2 separate regions of the Zea mays genome follow, and region 1 is linked to region 2. A link is a contact called in public Hi-C data. All regions are on one chromosome and are shown on one strand. The core of a region is the stretch at or near the end of the contact, and the rest is flanking DNA. Distances in the headings are between cores, read along the strand shown. Region 1 holds the start of LOC100276479. Region 2 has its middle 94 kb from the start of LOC118473357.

Region 1 (3,208 bases), core at 382-2,881, 310 kb after region 2:
GAACCTCCCGTATTGCTTCTTTAGGTTGGGCATGTCGTGGCCCCTAGAATTCGACGACCAACAATCCCGGGGAATGGGAGGGCGGGGGTGGCCGCGGACCATCACCACTTCCTTGGATGTAGCACAGGATCTGGGAGGTGAATGGAGAGCACGAGATCTGGGAGGTGAAGGGGATCGCGGGGGCAATCCCGTTGATTGTGGGGGCGACCGCGGACGTGGGGATGAGCGGAGGATGTCGCGGGTGGGAGTGGGAGGCAGAACCGTGGGTGTGGACGCCTACACTATTTGCTTAAGAGTAGTAGAGATTAAGCATGAGAGTTTTTAAGAGCTATTAACACTAGAGCTGATGCTTGTAGTTGCTATTTGGATGATTTTTATATTAACCACTTTGCTCTACTAAAATATACTTTATAGATAGAATTTTTATAGGTTATTAACACATATAGCCATCTAGATCCTTGTAATTGTGAGCCAAAGCAGTGGAGGACGGAGCAGGTCAAAAGAGGTGTGCATGGCAGCGAGGAGCTGCGTGTGGCGTATGCTCATGATCAGCGTTGGAGTGGTTATAGTGGGTGGGCATATGAGTAGCTTAAGGTTGGGGTACGTGTAGAGAAGAAGAAATTATAGTGAATTGCTATGTAAGTCACGATAGTGTTAAAAAATAGTAAATCTAAAAAAATATTAGGGCTTGTTCGGTTTTATGGCTTTAGAAAAGGATTATATGTCCTTCGATCACACCCAATCCTCAGCAACCAAATGAGTCATTAATGATTCTAGTGAAACTAAGAGTGTGTTTGGTTTGGCTTCTAGCTATAACTTTTGCCTCCCAAAAATCAAAAGCTAAATCAAAGACCTAATTGAGCCAACAACTTTTTTCAAAAAGCCGACTTTCGAGCAGTGCAGAATTAAAAGCACATCTAGACCATATTTTAGTAACTTTCGGACAAAAGAATCTTGTAAATATATGTAAGAATTTTTAATGGCTTCCACTAAACGATTTGTTGTTTTTTACGGCTCACATTTTACAACAATTTTTTTCGTATCTCACAATATATGACAGTTTTTTTATGGTCATAGTCCAACCAAATATATTCTAATTTGTGAAAGATAAAAATGCTATAGATGTGAACCTGTTTTCTTGTCAGTACCCCGTGAAAGATGTGACTAACACGCACATAATTACGCCGCACGCAGTACCATCCTTGTCAAAGCGTTGGCGTGCAGCGTACAGTAGAGTAATAGACCGATGATTGAATCCACCGTACAGTAGAGTAATAGACCGATAATTGAATCCACCGTACAGTAGAGTAATAGACCGATAATTGAATCCACCGTGCAACGCGCTAAGCGGCAGGTACGACGCCTGTCGCGAACGCGGGCCGGCAGGAGCACGAGGGGGGGTCACGAGCGACGAATCCAAGGCGCGACCGCAACCACGCCGCAGGCAGCGGTCCGGCCGCCCGGCCGAGGCCGGCAGCTCATCACGAGTGCCAGATCCAGTCGTGGCCAACGCCAACACAGCGCCCCCTCCCCACGACGCTGAAGTCCCAGATCTAACCACACAGACACAACCCACCACGTCGCCACCACCAACTAACCCATTAATCCATCAACGCCGGTCCTCCACGGTCACGCGGAAGTCACCGCCGCTCTGCCGCGCTCTCCCGTAGTCCCGTACCGCATCGCGTTCTTCGCTGGCCTCGCTGTCGTCTCATCGCCATTGGCGTTTCGCCTGCAGCTGCTCGTCCGCCAGAACCAAGCAGGTTCGTCCCTTCCTAGCCCGCCCGCCGCCTCGACGCTCATCTGAGCTGCGCTCCCCCTCCAACGTCGTACTACTCGCGTGGCGCTTTATCTCGTAGGTCTGAATCGGGCCTCCACCGAGTGTGTGACTCTCGCGCGGACGATTTTGCGTACTGCGTAGCATCCATGCGCGATTACCTGCGCGCTCGCTGCCAAGCGCGCAAATGTGTCCCGCCGCTCGCTTAGCTGATTCCGCGCCGCGTTACATCTGCCTCCTCTGTCTGCTACTCTGCTTCGCTCGTTCTCCAGGGGGACTTTCGTGGACAGCAGTTGTCACTATGTGACAAGGGTCTGCCGGTCTGGAGATGTTTCTGTGCTGAATTTGCTTGTTCCGCACAAGTGGATCGGTAAGTCCATTATTGCAGGTTCCTTTTCTGGGGTTCAAGCAGCATTGCGTTTGGCTTTGGGTGGGTCAGTGGCTGTGACCTGTAATGTTCCAGGCTGCAAATCCAGCAATGAAGATGAAAGTGACATTTCTACAATCATTCTTGCTAAATCCTGTCCGGCTTGCTGCCTATTTCTGGAATCTACCAGCTGACAGTTTGACCCCTTTGGAAACTGCTCATATTTTACTATTTCCACTATTTTTTTATTTGTCGCGTTTTAGTTCAAAAATGGACGACAAATATTCGAGAACGGAGTTAGTACTATATTACTAGCTTCTTCTGTTAGGAGTGATTTCTTCTGTTAGCAGTGGTTTGAAGGGGATTTGGAGGGAATTAAAACCCTTGCTAATAAAAAAATGAATGGAAAGAGATTTAATACCCCTTGATCCTTTTTGATCTCCATGCAATCGAACAAGCCCTTAGTCTGTGTCCTACCTGCTTGCTTTGACATAAGATGCCGTTGTTTGACAAGAATGTTTCTGATGTCTACATTTGGGCCTCAATAACTCAGTTTACATTCTGTTAACTAGCTTGTTTCTGAATTCTGCAAAACATATACTGATCTGGAAACTGCTTCCTGTAGCTGAGAGCATAAATTGCTACCATGTATGCTTTATTGTGCTTGTTGCTTGAAGAAAGGGGCTAAGCAGAGATGCATTCAATACTCCTCCATGAGTGCAACACATAAATTGATATTGAATTCTGTTTTCAGTTACATGGGCTTATTGGCCTTCGAAATGCTTCCTTTTATGTTCAACTTATCAGTTATCACTGTCTCTGTCTCATGTTCCCACATTTCTCTCGTTTTGCAAACAATATTGCATAAACTATTCACCGTCAAAAAAAATATTGCATAAACTATGTGAATCTTTTGCTTTCCCTTGCAATGCTTAGTGATTGTACGTATAGTTGGACATCCGTTCACCAAGACAGAGTCTTTCCTTCTGAACTCATATTTATTCTCTTAGATCTTACTCCCTCCATTCCAAATCTCAATTCTAAGGGTCTGTTTGGTTGGGCCG
Region 2 (3,545 bases), core at 948-3,447:
ACCGACCACGTCACAGGAGGCGCCATCATTATCCTACCCCAAGCTAACTCAGGCTACGGGGAACAAGACCGGCGTCCCATCTGGCTCGCTCTGCTAAACAAGTAATGATGACGCCCCGCACGCTCTATGACGACGGCGGCTCTCAGCCCCCTTACAGAAGCAAGAAGACGTCAGCAAGGACTTGACAGCCCCGACAGCTGTCCTTCCGCCAGGCTCCAGCGCTCCTCCGACGGCCACGACAGCACACAAACCGGGTGCCAAAACCTCTCCGGCTGCCACGATAGCATGTACTTAGGGCACTAGCTCTCCTCCGCTAGACACGTTAGCACACTGCTACACCCCCGTTGTACACCTGGATCCTTTCCTTATGCCTATAAAAGGAAGGTCCAGGGCCCTCTTACAGAGGGTTGGCCGCGCGGAGAAGGACGGGACGGCGCTCGCGCAGGGCCGCTCGCTCCCTCCCGCGTGGACGCTTGTAACCCCCTACTGCAAGCGCACCCGACCTGGGCGCGGGACAAACACGAAGGCCACGGGTTCCCCCTTTGTACGCCTGTCTCCCTCCGGCTTCTTCCCCCCTTCGCGCTCCGTCTCGCGCCGACCCATCTGGGCTGGGGCACGCGGCGATAATTTACTCGTCGGTCCAGGGACCCCCGGGTTCGAAACGCCGACAATATGTAAGTATGTATCATACTTTATGGTTACTGAATACTTTGACACAGATTTGAGAGATGTTTTAGTTTATTGATATACCAGTAAAGGTAGATGGTTTAACATCAACTAAATGGATCACTTCATATTATCTTTTGAACGATACATACGAATAACTAAAATCAAATTTTGGTGTTACTTTTAACTATTTGTTATAATGATGTAGGTTAGTAATTTGATATTAAAGGGATTATCTTGCTTATCTTTTATAATGGAAAAAAGTGGACAATTCGGTTGTCAATTTGTGGATTACCTTTATATATTTTTCAAAATAGCGAATGTAAGTATTGTTTTTAGAGAATATAAAATATCCAATTTCTATTATTGGTTGTGATGATTGGAGTCTACCAACTTTGCTAGATGTTCATATGTTTATGAGAATTTCTATGTTTTTTCGTGGCGTGTTTCATGGGAAGCTGTTTTGGAGCTTGCCCACTCGGGCAAGTCTTTAGCTTAGTACAGGTGCTCATTTTCCTGCTATAGTGTACTCTCCATGGTGCTTATATGATTATGTTTATCCATCTCAAAGCAAAAAACATCTAGATAACTTCTTTATAGAAAGAAAAACATCTAGATAACTGGTAGTGCTAATACTCAAGTACGACAAAACCCAATATCATATTTAAGACATTAATTGTATGTGGACACATTATAAATTAACTTGAATCTTTAGTTTTCAACCTCTGGGGTGCATACCATGCTTAACCTTTGCAGCTTCTTTTTGCAACAAGTGTCCCTTCCATAGTAAATGGACATGCGTGGCCCATAATTGCACTAGTAAGTTGATCTGCTTTAGAGCATTTTGTTGTTGTGGGGTTGGTGCCACGTAGCTGATAAACGAGGAAAAGGTTTGAACCATGGTGCAATCACTTTAAATTTAGTTAGCTTTTGGAGTATATAGTGGAGCTCAGTAACAGAACTCCTATATAGAGAAGTGGGTCGCGCAATGGGCTAAAGCATTGATATGGAAAACTTGAGTCTCTCACTCACCTGCTTAAGTTCAACTGGTTTTTGAAATTCGAATAATAAATAAATAAATTAGAATTTGCTAAAGGCTGGTAATTCAAAAACAATTCCCGAACGGCAAAAAGGAACCTTCTCATGTGTTTTGGCTACTTTCAGCTAGACACTGAAGCTGTCTGCAACTCTCATGGAATAGGAAACGAATTACATGAAAATTCGATCCATTGTCAAATCAACAGGATATGTTAATAAAACCTGGACGCATTGTTTCTGTTTTTATTATTCTTTCTGTATTTTGACAGAGAAATTACAACATGTTGGCATCCAATAGATCATGCTAATGAGTGACATGATGATGGCTCCTCATGAAGAGACTACTCAACAAAGCCTCCTTTCCTTGCGGCAATGCTTGAGGCCGGAGTGAGAGGTCGCCGTGCCGCTTGTCAAACTACTGTTCCCTGATGTGGGCTGCGGCCCAAATGCCCAATCATGTTCCCACCAGTAGTTGATTAGCCACTTCGCACATCGAGTAGCCATCGTCACAGACACGTACCTTCGGTGCCTTGCTTTAAATAGCCCCTCACCTCTCCATCCTTCCTACTCGTGCTAAAACGCAAGACACCAAAGCAACCAGTACTACTCTCTCTCTCTCTCTCTCTCTCTCTCTCTCACGATCTCACCACAAAAACCAACACGCTCGGCTCGATCGATCTCGAAAGTCAAATCAGCGCAAGGAATCTAAGTCGAGCAGCCGCAAGGAACTGATCGAGATGGCGATGGAGCCGAACATGGCGAGGCGGCTGTGGCGCGTGGTGCGCGCCGTGCTGTTCATGCTCCGCAAGGGCATGCCGAAGCGGAAGCTGGCCATGGACCTGCACCTCCTCATCCACCGCGGCAAGATCGCCGGCAAGGCCCTCGGCAACCTCATGACCGCCCACGGGCACAACAGCGACAAGGCCGCCGCGGCTGAGGCGGCGCCGCCTCCGCAGCACTTCTCGTGCGGCCGCCGCGGCCACGACCCGTCGCTCGCCGTCTACGACCCGCGGGGCACGCGCGAGGTGGAGTTCAGCTGCAGCAACACCCCGTCCTACCCGTCCCTCCACCTCGTCCCCACGGGCAAGCGCAGGCGCCGCAACAACAACAACAACAACAGCAGCCGCCGCCGCGGCACGCACCGCGGCGCGAACGGCGCCGAGCCCGGCTGGTACAACTACGACGCGTCCGACATTGCCAGGGCCTTCGAGATCCTCAACAACAACGAGCAGCTGCTCAGCGGCGGCGACGGCAACAGCTCGGACCAGCCGTCTCCCCTCGCGCTTGTGGCCACGCCGTCCCCGGCGCTGTGGGCGAGCTTCGGCCGCACGCCCGCGCACGCCAGGCAGCTGAGGATCACCGACTCGCCGTTCCCGCTCGGGGACGACGACGGGGACTGTGGCCAGGTGGACCTGGACGCCGAGGATTTCATCAAGAAGTTCTACGACCAGCTGCGCACGCAGCAGGCCCTTGCCACCGCCACGCCGGACTACTGCGGCGGGTATGCGCGACCGGTCTCTGGCATCGCCTAGAATTCAACCCACGCATCCACACGCGTATGCATATGTAATATATATGTACGTGTCCATAGAGTATTTGTTTGAACATGCATGATGCATGCATGGATAAAGCATGTTCGTTTGAGAGCTAGCTACTGGTGGTAGAGCTAGTCTAGAGCTTGGTCTTTGTGATATGAGGGAGAGATTTTGTACAACATCATCATATCATGTTTGCAAGCTAGATCCATGCATGTATAGTACTCCTATATATGTGTACGCTGTATGTGTATATTTTGTTGTAGTGACATGTATCAATTTTACTGCAAGTAAGGTACATGTTGC

The links. Hi-C and Micro-C count contacts between places; a contact is called where the count stands out from the background.
Region 1: a Hi-C map of leaf shows a contact between it and region 2, with 6 times the contacts expected there. The contact joins the promoter of LOC100276479 here to the enhancer-like site in region 2. A contact is called at or near these places in 8 of 25 Hi-C or Micro-C datasets (bundle sheath, ear, leaf and 2 more).

The regions. Positions count from the first base shown.
Region 1 is chr9:80,423,920-80,427,127 of Zm-B73-REFERENCE-NAM-5.0, forward strand. It overlaps LOC100276479, which reads left to right and starts at 1,632. Exons shown (of 3, transcript NM_001150257.1): 1 at 1,632-1,763.
Region 2 is chr9:80,110,769-80,114,313 of Zm-B73-REFERENCE-NAM-5.0, forward strand. No RefSeq gene overlaps it. Among protein-coding and RNA genes, the nearest start is that of LOC118473357, 94 kb to the right of the region's middle. Within about 2 kb of position 2,198, at least 12 of the 20 cell types and tissues checked have an H3K27ac peak or open chromatin away from gene starts, as enhancers often do. A contact at or near this core is called in ear, leaf and seedling, where this site is marked.